Regions from separate parts of the Oryzias latipes genome. Here region 2 is linked to region 1. The links are chromatin contacts, called in public Hi-C maps. All regions are on one chromosome and are shown on one strand. The core of a region is the stretch at or near the end of the contact, and the rest is flanking DNA. Distances in the headings are between cores, read along the strand shown. Region 1 holds the start of rtn4ip1 (reticulon-4-interacting protein 1, mitochondrial). Region 2 holds the start of pxdn (peroxidasin homolog).

Region 1 (5,683 bases), core at 897-3,396:
TTCAGAATTGAGTCCTTAGTGTTTCTAATCGCAAACAATGAAATCCATTCAATAGAATTCTATTTCTCATTATCAGTACACCTTCTTTTAACCAGAAAAGGCCTGAAGTGTTTGATGATTGGTGAGATTTCAGGATTTAATATCAGCCTCAGCACTGAAATTTCGTGTAAACGTGATCACATGTCCTCACTTAGAACCACGGATGCGTCTCCGGCGCTTCGCGTCAGAATGCCAGGGACATCCATGGAGTTGACCAGAGGGATGAGACCGTGTCGTGAAAGCAGACCGTAAGTGGGCTTGAAGGCCACAACGCCACACAGCGCGCCAGGATTACGGGTGGAGCCACCCGTGTCTGATCCTAAAGCTCTGCCGAAACATCACCAGAAACAAGAACGCTGGTTAAACCACAGCCGCTGGGTTGACAGGTTCTCCATAAAGCTGGAAAGCGGCTTTCTCACAGGTAGCTGGTGAGCGAGGCCACAGCTGCAGCGCTTCCACCTGAACTTCCTCCAGCGATGACCCAGTCGGCCTCTGGGCCTGCCAGCGTTCTGTAGGGCTCCGTGTAGCTCCACGGGTTCTTCACAGGTCCAAACGCCCCGTCAGTACTGCCCGCCCTGCGTGGAAGACATACAGCTGCACACACGGCTTCAAATTTCATTTCAGGACCAGCACACACTTACAAACTTAAGAAAGTCCAAAGTAACTACCGTATGACCCATACACCACATACTAGTAAATACCCCATTGCAAACTCATCCATGTTGGTCTTCCCCATCAGAACGGCCCCTTGGTCCAGAAGTTTCTGCACGACAGTAGCGTTGAATGGTGGAACATAGTCTGTGACAAACAGGAGCAGCTTAACAATAAAGCATGGACACAGATGAACACAGGAGCTGAACTGAGCTCGCAGACCTTTCAGCATCCTGGAGGCACATGTGGTCCTGACATTCTTAGTGCAAAAGTTGTCCTTGACTGCAAAGGGGACCCCATCAAGCGGACCTTTAGGGACACCTGAACACAGACAGGTTGAGCCAGAGCCTGCAGCTTCTGTGGGACACGTCATGCACGGCTCATGCGTGTGCACCTCGCTGCAGCCGCCTTTCAGACTCCTGGGCCTGCGTCAGCGACAGCTCGTCCGTCACAGTGATGTACGCGTTCAGGTGTTGAGTTTTCTTGATGCGGTTTAGACACTTCCTGCAAAGCTCAGTTGGAGATATTCTTCCCTCCCTGAATGCCAAGGACACCTGAGGACCAAAGACCACCACCTGAAAGTCCTCTAGCACACATGCCGACGGCCTGCAGACCATCCAGTCATTCTCACCAAACAGAGATCTGCATTCTGGCTGACTTTATTTCAACTTTAGCTTTCAGGTGAAATCCTTTACAGTCTCATACTCTGAATTCTGTGTTGAATGTTCAACAGCAGCTTTTATTTTACACACAGTGATGCTGCACTGATATCCCAACAAAAACAAAACTCTTCTTCTTCCTCCCGTTTCCCTTTTTTCATCTCACTTATATTCAGCTCCATACTTATTTTGTTTTTAATGTTCTGCTTTGATCTGGTCAGATTCAGTCTCCGTTGATCAAACACACAAGAGATGTTTAAGTGTGTTTGAACAGTGTTATTTTGGTTTTCCTCGTTTGTCCCTCGTGGGCTTCAGTAGCGTTTTTGACCAACAAAACTGAGCTGTAAGAGAAACTTTAAGGACTGAAAACTTTAGGCGAATTATTATTTATGTAATCCAGTGTTTAAAACAAGAGATCGAGTTACGATAAATACTTTAATTCACGCCGTTTCCACAGGGATCATTATTTTACATGAAACAAGCACGAGCGCAGTGAACTACCATCTTTTAAAATAGTGTATATGTACAGAAAAGCAGAGATTAGTGATACTGACCTCCTTTAAGGTCAAGCCGAGCATGTTGGGTTTGGGAAAACCTCACATTTACGAACGGAGTAGGATGCTGCACCAGAGAGTCGCCATTTTGATTGGGGTATTTCCGGTCCCCGAACGTCCCCGTCGGTGATTGGACAATCTTTGAAGAACGAGTGCTCTGATTGGTGGACGAGCAGAGCTCCTGTCCAAACCATTGGTCCGGATGCCGGTTACGGAAGAAGCGAAACTCCACAAGCTAAGGTCGTTGAACTGAAGCGAACCACATATATAAACACGCATAAAGTACATATTTAAGTTTTTTTCTTTTCTCGAGGCAATGATTGTTAGCTAGTGGTGGCTGGACACGCCCCCTCCTCGCCTCTGGAAACGTGTACTTTTTTTTTTTTTTTGGAAACGTGTAAATATGACTTCGGCCAACATTCTCGTGCACACGCGTCTGCTGGTTCCGCTGAGGAAAGCGTGCGCGCGCAACCCCCCTACCAGACTCCAGAACCAGAGCAGGCGGATCAGTACCTCCAGGAGGTGCCGGGATGTCATGCCTGCCTGGGTCATTGACAAATACGGCAGCAATGACGTTTTACGGTTCACTCGGAACGCCAGCTTCCCTTCCATCACCTTCCCCAATGAGGTGATGGTCAAGGTGTTTGCCGCCGGCCTGAACCCGCTGGACGTCAGCATGAGAGGTAAACGTCCGCGGCACGCGCGCCAGGCGGAACCCTTTCATCTCTGAAGCAGAGGGAATGAACAGACCGGTTGTGTTGGTGAATCTGAGCTTTTGGTTCCTCCAGGTGGTTACGGTGCCGCCACTCTCTCCATGAAGCGGGATCCTCTCAGCATCTCGCGGTCCGGCAGTGAGTTCCCGCTCATCCTGGGGAGGGATGTGTCCGGGGTCATCATGGAGTGCGGCCTGGGGGTCAAATACTTCCAAGAGAGAGATGAGGTAAAAAAAAGAAAGGAAAAAAAGCAGAAGATTGGATAGAAACACATTAAATGAGAGAACTTCTAATGTTCTTAGAAAATGCTGTTTGTTGGATCAGAGCCCTCATGGCCCCCAGGTCACTTCAGACATTTAAGAGGCTGTGGAGGTCCTCTGAGCAGCCAGTACAGGTGGTTTCCAGCAGGTGAGATGGAACAGGTGGACTGAGTTCTTGTGAAACACATGCTTGGAAATCAAAGTTTGTGACGTTAGACATGAGGCCGCTCTGCAGACGATGCAGCAACGCAGAAGGTTGATGTTAGAAAGAGGAAGCTGCAGTTCAATGGCTTTTGTTAGGAATAGTTCAGGTATTTCGAGAGCCACTCCCATGAAGATGGTGTTATTGGTGGTTTAACATGTTCTTGTAGCATTTCTCATGATGGAGGACATGTAAACTAAGATTAAAGCGGCATTTCTGCGTATTTATGAAAATTGCTGTGAATCAGGAGCAGCCGAAAAAGCTGGAAAAACTTGTAGTTGTTTCGTACAACCTACAGTGGGCGGGGCCAAAGTATCCGCCCCTTTCTGATCATCCACTCTCAGACAAACAGATCCATGAACGTCTTTGTTTTGCTGGTCTGAGCTGGAATCTGGATCAGAACTGGACGGCTGGATAGATCAGATGCTGATTGTCACTTTTGTTGTCCTGCTAATGTTTGGTTGGGGGTGTGGGGGACTGTAAGCAATGATGGGATATGAGTAGTGGCATACTTCCACGTCAACAGCAAGTCAGAGGTGAATTTCTTATGAAGTCCTGCCGCTCTGCAGAAACTATGTCCTAGAAAGCGACAGGTTCTTAGATTTAGGGTAAAAACGGCATCTTGATAATTTAAAGATGACTGCAAACGCTCGCGTCACGCAGAGCGGCCGGACGGACTGCGGTCAGAACCCTCCTCCGGACCGCACACTATAACAAAGCACCTTCCCTGCCTGCGAACACGAAGCTACGAGACTCCAGCTGCTCTGATCAGAGACACGGTTCTCTCTGTGGAGCAGCAGGTTCATTCTAACAGCCACAGATCTTTTTACAAAGTGGGCTGTGGCAAGATCTCTCTATAAACACTACAAAGAATAATGTCAGACACAACTTATGAGGGAAAAGAACTTTAGGTTACAAAAGGAAACGTGAAATGAAAACGTGTAGAACCCGAGCAGATCTCCACGCTACGTAGTTTGTCCTAGTGGGGCTACCGTAGTGTGACATCATCATTAGTGTCAGGCCCCTGAGCACTTATTGCAGGCCGAACAGTTTTTGTACCTACACCGGTGACCAAGTCTGTGATGAGAGCAGCAGGATGAGCTCTGCAATCCGCCGTCGAGCTGCTAAGCTGAGCTGCTCTTGTGGTTCTGACGTCATTCCAGGATTTCTGAGTTTGAGACGGCTTGACCAGCCGGAGCTGATGGCGTTTCAGCTGTGCAGCTCCAAACGTGATGCAGGCACGTTTGCGTCAGACTGCAGGATTCCTGGACACCTCCTGTGTTTAGTAGAGCAGCATGTTGACCGTCTCCTGACTGATCGTAGCAGCCTGTCAGTCTGGTAACAAAGAATCTCACATTTGGAGAACAGAACATTCCCAAGCATCTCAGGTCTTTGAAATCCGTCACAGAAACCCCAAACCTCAGGAAGGTCGTTCCCCGTCGCTTGGCTCTGCTTGATTCTGATCGGGCTGCTCGCTCTGCAGATCCAATCTCCACATCACTAAACTGAACTGGAGCTGTGAGAGGAATGAGTGTTTCTGCTCCCATCCATGTTCTTAAATATTCCACAGACTTCTGGTCAAATATTGTCTATTGATCCTGGTTAGAAACCAAAACCTTGTATTCAGTGCTACTCTGCTTCCAGACTGGTTGAGATTTCCCTGCTAATGAAACAGAATATTGAGAACTGCTGCTGCTGCAGAGAAACGCCGTTCTGAGGGGATGCTGTGTTTCCTCTCAGGTCTGGGCTGCCATCCCGCCGTGGAAACAGGGCAGCTTGGCTGAGTTTGTGGTGCTGAGTGCAAACGAGGTACGGCTCATCACATTTCTGCCTCTGTGTTTAGATGGTGAGTGTCTGACCTTTACGCGTGGAGTTGGATCTTTCTACCCCAGCATCAGGTCTCTGTTCCCCTAATGTCTTCATGGTTTCAGTGTGTTTGGTTCTTTAGTTTCTTTGTGTTTCCAGAAATCAAAGGTTCTGTTGTGCTGCATGGCGCCGCTCCTCACTTCTGCTGTGATGTTGGCAGATCTCCTGGAAGCCAAAGTCCCTGAGCCACACGGAGGCAGCAGCCATGCCGTACGTGGCGGCCACCGCCTGGTCAGCTCTGGTCAACACGGGAGGACTGAGTAAGGACAAGTGTGGGAACAAACGGTGAGGGGCTGCCAGAACCCAAACCAGAACCACACATAACACCCCCCAGATCCCCACCAGATCCCCACCAGATCCCTGCCAGATCCCACCAGAACCCCGCATAACACCACCAGAACCCTGCCAGAACCCTACAAGATCCCGAACCAAACCCCCCCCTGAACAACACATAACACCCCCCAGATCCCCACCAGAACCACACACCAGAACCCCACCATAACACCCCCCAAACCCCACTAGCACCTTACCAGAACCTGTCCAGATCCCACCAGAACCCCACATAACACCCCCCAGATCCCCACCAGTACCACACACCAGAACCCCACCATAACACCCCACAGAACCCTGCCAGAACCCCACCAGATCCCCACCAGAACCACACATAACACCCCCCAGATCCCTACCAGAATCCCACCATAACACCCCCCATAACACCCCCCAGAACCCTGCCAGAACC
Region 2 (5,683 bases), core at 2,085-4,584, 130 kb after region 1:
TTGCCCTTCCTGGATCATGGCTCTTCAACTGGCATCCAGCTAAAGAGTAAAGCAGGGGAAACTGGGGCAGCTCTATCCTCCCAGAACCTCACTAGTGCTATGGTCTCAGTACATGTCAGAGGGCTGTGGGCGGGTGAGCTTTGGGGAACAGTTGGCGCCTTTGAATCTTCTCTGACATTTTTGTAGATAGGGAATCACGGCTTTTTAATCGACTTCACAGTAGCTAGAGCTGGTTTCATAAATAATTATGACCTCATAGCCATCCTCTCTCATAGCTTTATTTGAAACACGGTTCATGTGCTAAGCATAACAGAACCCAAATATTTGGATCCAATCACCATTTTCCAGCGAAAACTGCAAGTTCACACTGGACGCCACAAAGCTATGTCCATGTTCAAGTTACATGAGGGTCACGAAGGGTCACAGGAGAAGGTTCTGACAATATCAAAACTAAACCAATAAAGAAGGTGAACAGAAAATACTGAATCTGTGTTTCTCTGTCTGAATATCTCTGGGTGAAGGTCTTTGCTATCCAGAAGAGTTAAGGATTCAGTGTTGTTGACTGTTGTTCACACCAGCGCCTGAGCCAAAGTCTCCTTTCCATCTTCTTTGCTTGTAACCACACTTGGAAAGTGATTTCCAGAGTATTTCCATTATTTTTGGCAAGCAGCATTTTTTTTCAAGGAAAGAGTTAAAAAAAAACTATCTAAGACCTTTTCAGTGAGTCAAAATCTATCCCATAAATTTTTCGACTATTCCATGACATCACGTCCTTTCAAAGAGATCCCAGTGCGCTGGAGCCACACTGTAGCAGCAGAAGTCTTCTTCACTCTTCCACATTCCTCACATACGTGTGAGCTCATGCTGCGTGTGGAGGTCGAGCTGCTGCTTGGAAGGCGCTTCAGAGGCTGGAGGAAACCTGGGTAGGAAGTCACGTCCTGACATGACAACCCGTGAGGTGGGGGTGCCAGAGGCTGCAGCTTCAAAGCTGCTGGGATGGGCCCCTCCCACAGACCAGTCAAACACAACCCGTTCATTGGAGGGGGGCAGGACTTTCATCTCCAGACTTGTAGCTGTGGGCTGCAGACGGGTGGAATGGCGGTCTGCGGTGGGGCCCGGTTTGGTCTTTGTCCCAATGATTCAAGTGTTTCTGCTTCCACACTGAGAAGATGGCTGTGGCTGATTAGACCAGTGTTTTTCCACCGCTGTGCCGCGGGAGATGGTCAGGTGTGCCGCGGGAGATGACCCATTCACTGATCTAAAAACATTTCCCATCTCCAGGATATCAGCTCTGTGTTCATCCAAACAGGCCCTGATAAAACACTGAGTAGTTAGGAATATGAAAGATCATAAAATACTTTTTTCTTTGTCCACTTTGATAAGAATGACGGTACCGCGATTTAGCCGCAGCTTCAGCTCTGTTTTCAGAAAAGTCCCGCCCCTTTATCTGTCTCCTCCAATCATTCTTGGAGGCTTAATCATACGTCATCGGTCTGACCAATCAGAAGTGGTTAAAGTCTTCACTTCCTAGTTCCGACTCGGCTGATAAAATCTCCCAATTCCAACAAAAAAAAAACCCAGCTAAAGCTCGTCTTTAGCGGTGTAGCTTTCCACAGAATCGGGAGTCAGACCGTGGAACAAGTGAACAAAACAATGTAGCTTGGAGATTAGAGTCTGGCTGCCTTCACTAGATCTCCCATGATGCATCGGGTTAAAGTGACAGCGTCTCAGCGTACAATGAGTCTTCCTTGTTAAACGTCTTAAACCACAACGAACACACATCAAACAGTTTTTAAATCTTCTTGATGAAATCAGAGATGAACAGTTTAGTTCCTCCAAGTCATCTTTCTAACTGAAACACTTTTCTAATAACGTCTGGATTATTTTATGTGTTAAACTTAAGAAAAAGTAATAACAACATTTAATAAACAGGATTAAGGTGAAGTGGCCAACAGACACAATTAGACTAAATTGAAACAATTTAATCATCTAAAAAGAAATAAAACATTTTTGTTAAAGTTTTGAAAGACTTCATCTTTGATTAAGACAAAAGAAAAACTAATAAAACTTTAACATTTTCACTTTTTGTGTAGCTACAGAAAACAGAAATATAATGTTAGTCTTTTTTGTGTAAAATGTATCAAACATCTTGTGATCATATAATTGTTCAAAAATTACAGTTCCCTTTACACTAACGTTTAAAAAATAAATCACTATTAAGAAAGAATATATTTGTTTTTTTGTGAGGTTACATAACATTGCATGTTAATTAACTGAAGGAAAAAACTACTATCAGGGTAAAATTTCAAATAATTTAGTTGAAAATTATTACTGAAAACTAACTTAACTTTCATTACATCTTTTAGAAAAAACAGCTGCAACTTCCAGCTTTTTCTGTCACAATCATCACAAAAATGCACGTGAGATCATGGAGGGACTGTCCATCAATATAGACTATGAGTTTCTCCTTTTTGAATTTCTTTGGGTGCTGGTGTGGGATTTCTAAGGAGAAAGTGTCCCTTGGCTCAGAAAAGGTTGAAAATCACTGGATTAGATTAGAAAATGTTTGGAAGACACAGAGTGAAGACGGGGTTCCTTTTAAATAGGAAGCAGTTTCCTTCAATAACAAGAAAACAGGTGAGACTCTGGGAGATTCTGAAGGCAGTCATGGATGGCATGTTTCTGCACAAACTGACCTCATGACCCCCCCCCCCCCCCAGAAGACCATGAGCCTCTGCGGTCCACGGCTGGACCCACTTAAGCGTGAATGACAACTTTGTGCAAACTTCCTCAACTCCGCCAAACGAACCCGCTGACTCCCACACCGGATTCAACCGGGACCCGCCGGAAACGCGCGTGAACGTGGTGGAAAAGAGCGCGTGCAGACTGGTGGGGGGGTACTCACAGGATGGTGGTCAGAGGAGACACGGCCGGCACAGCCTCCAGGTTCAGATGCATACACCTCACGGTGGTCCGGAAGCACAAGCAGCGGCTCGGGCAGCAAAGCGCGGACGGCGGTCCGCAGGCGAGCAGCAGCAGCAACACCGCCGCCGCCGCGACGACCCCCGGAGAACCGAGCCTGCGAGTCCACACCGCCATTGCTAAGAGCAGAGCACAGCCCGCCAGCTGCCCCGTTCCCCCCTCTGTGGCGCGCGCCTGCAGCTGCAGCGTCACCGTCCCGTCAAAGTCCAGCAGAACCGCCCTGACGGCCCATTCATTCCGCCTGCAGCCTGGCGGCAGCAGCAGCAGCAGCGACCCCTGGCGACAGACACGGTGGCACACAGGTGTTAGAGACACCTGCAGCTTCTGCTTTCTATTTATATTCTAATTCATTTCTATTAATATTATATTCACATTCTATGTACTTTCTAAGATAAAATCAAGATACTTTATTGACCCCAGCCTTGGAAATTGGGTTGTTGCAGCGTCTGCATACAGGCTCAATGCAAACACACAAACAATGGGTGATTTTCTACATTTTTTATTCTGGATTTGTCAAACGTGCATCCATTGACTAGATGGTGTCTGTAACACAGGTCCCTGACGTGCACGTGAAGTGTGCACGGACATGGGTCCCAGTAGGAGAGCTCCTCGGGTCTGGCGTTAGTCCTGCAGGCAGAGAGGAGCGACTGCCAGCTGTTTTTCTGTTGTTCAAGTTATAAACTGACCAATCAGACATCTCAGTAAAAGCATGTGCTGCCCGCTTCTCCCCAGCTCAATGTTTGATTGACAGATTCTCAAGAGGAAGGGGTGTGGACTTCCAACAAGCTCACCCCTGATTGGTGACAGTGGGTGCCATAGAAACGGCGACTCAGGCCAATCACTGAGGATATCTGGTTTCAACATGGCGACGTCCGTATTGCAGAAAAATGGCGACTGAATTAGCTTCATTTCGCGGGAGTGAGGCCTTTTCTATGGGCAAGATTACAGCTGCTCAGTCCAGTTCTCTGATACAGTCATGTTAATAAAATCTAGTAAAAACTTGACATTTATGCCATATAAACGCATAGAAGTACCGCTGGTGTACTTGTAACCGATCTGTGCGTAGATGTGGTTTTGTGTATCAGACGACTGGTGCGTTCTATTTCAAGATTTGTAGGAGCTGTTTTAAATTTCTAGTTAGTCTTAAGCTGCTGTCATTTCAAGTCAAAAATCAAGAATCAAGAATTTTTAATTGTGACATACAAAGTTATATTTAGCAAATACAACCAGTAGTGAAATGTACGCCAGGTCCGCTCTGGGGACAGTGGAAATAATTAAGGAAAACAGCACAGATGAAAATATACATAATATACACAAGTAAAGCTATGTAAAGATGAAATAAGAAAAAATGTGTATTGTAAAATTAAATATAGAACGCAAAATAAAGTGCATGAATGTAAACTGTAGACTTAAATAATTAAGATACACGTTTAGAGTTTAAGAGCCTGATGGCCTGGGGGTAGAAGCTCCTCCTGAGTCTCTCGGCCTTTGCCATCAGGCTACGGTAGCGCTTACCAGATGGCAGCAAAGTGAAAGAATGATTACTGGGGTGGTTGGAGTCTTTGATGATTTTTGCAGCTCTACTTCTGCAGCGTTTGAGGTAGATGTAGAGAGGGGAGAGCAGATCCTGAAATGCGTTCAGCTAAGCGCACAACTCTCTGCAGGGCTTTGCAGTCTTGACTTGATTGTGCGTAAATTGTATTTCATGTGAATACACAAGTATACACACGAACACACAAAATGTATTGTGTGCGTTACAAAACAAGTATCACACACACATCCAAAATCACACACAGACACAAGTTCAGAGCCAGAATACACACACGTCTTTTCTCTCCATACACCAGATTCTCCAGAAGCTGAACTTTGCTGACATCTGCTGGCGACTTTGGGAAACACAAACTTTTAAAGTCATGATGGGTGTGACAAAATGTCAACCTTTTCAACACTTTCCTTACTTTTAACTTGTGTCAGGACTAAGAATGCCGTCCTGTTCCCTGTTTAGTAAACTGACAGATTAAGTAGGAATTAGTTATATTCATGCCTACTTTCCATAACTCAATGTTTTATGACGTCTTTTTCAAACACAGGGGGCCTTCGTTCCTCTATGCTTTCAGACAGACGATCTAAATGACACAATGGGAGTAAACTTGTATTTTCATGCTGTACGAGCTTTATCTTCCACAGCTCCATTTCACTGCAAGTACTTGCAATAAAGAAACATGACAAAAAAAGAGAATTATCAAGATGTTATAAAAAGTGTCAGATCCAGAATGTTCATTCTGACCAACAGAATGACAGAGTAACAGCTGATTGTTTCTCTATAGACGTCTGTGGGATTTTGGCTTCTTGGAACAAGCAGGTACTTCCTGTCAGGAACGCCAGGGGGGAGGGGTCACTCAGTCCAGTTCTGTCGTACAGTCAATTAGATTCAGACCGACACAGACCCATCATAGCTTACTGAGGCGATCTGGTGGTGAATAAATTGACTTCATTTGGTTGGAAGTGGACGGCATTTTCTATGGGTGACGTCACACTCCCTCAGTTCCGTTCTCTGATACAGTCAGAAAATTCACATTACATGGGATCTTTCAGGAAAATACAAATATTGCAGAAAGAAGGAGAAATCCTGCTGAAGTGCAAATTGCCCGTTGTTTATTTAGCCTGTTGTTTTTATTATCTGGATTGACCACCTCTCTTT

The links. Hi-C and Micro-C count contacts between places; a contact is called where the count stands out from the background.
Region 2: a Hi-C map of embryo shows a contact between it and region 1, with 3 times the contacts expected there. The contact joins the promoter of pxdn here to the promoter of rtn4ip1 in region 1. A contact is called at or near these places in 3 of 5 Hi-C or Micro-C datasets (embryo and fibroblasts).

The regions. Positions count from the first base shown.
Region 1 is chr22:20,309,405-20,315,087 of ASM223467v1, forward strand. It overlaps rtn4ip1 (reticulon-4-interacting protein 1, mitochondrial), which reads left to right and starts at 2,147. Exons shown (of 9, transcript XM_004082677.3): 1 at 2,147-2,586; 2 at 2,692-2,843; 3 at 4,819-4,887; 4 at 5,105-5,229. The coding sequence starts at 2,307. qrsl1 (glutamyl-tRNA(Gln) amidotransferase subunit A, mitochondrial) reads right to left here and starts at 2,009. Exons shown (of 11, transcript XM_011490621.2): 1 at 1,904-2,009; 2 at 1,085-1,244; 3 at 913-1,011; 4 at 741-837; 5 at 459-614; 6 at 191-366. The coding sequence starts at 1,927.
Region 2 is chr22:20,438,546-20,444,228 of ASM223467v1, forward strand. It overlaps pxdn (peroxidasin homolog), which reads right to left and starts at 3,335. Exons shown (of 22, transcript XM_023951436.1): 1 at 2,906-3,335. The coding sequence starts at 3,099.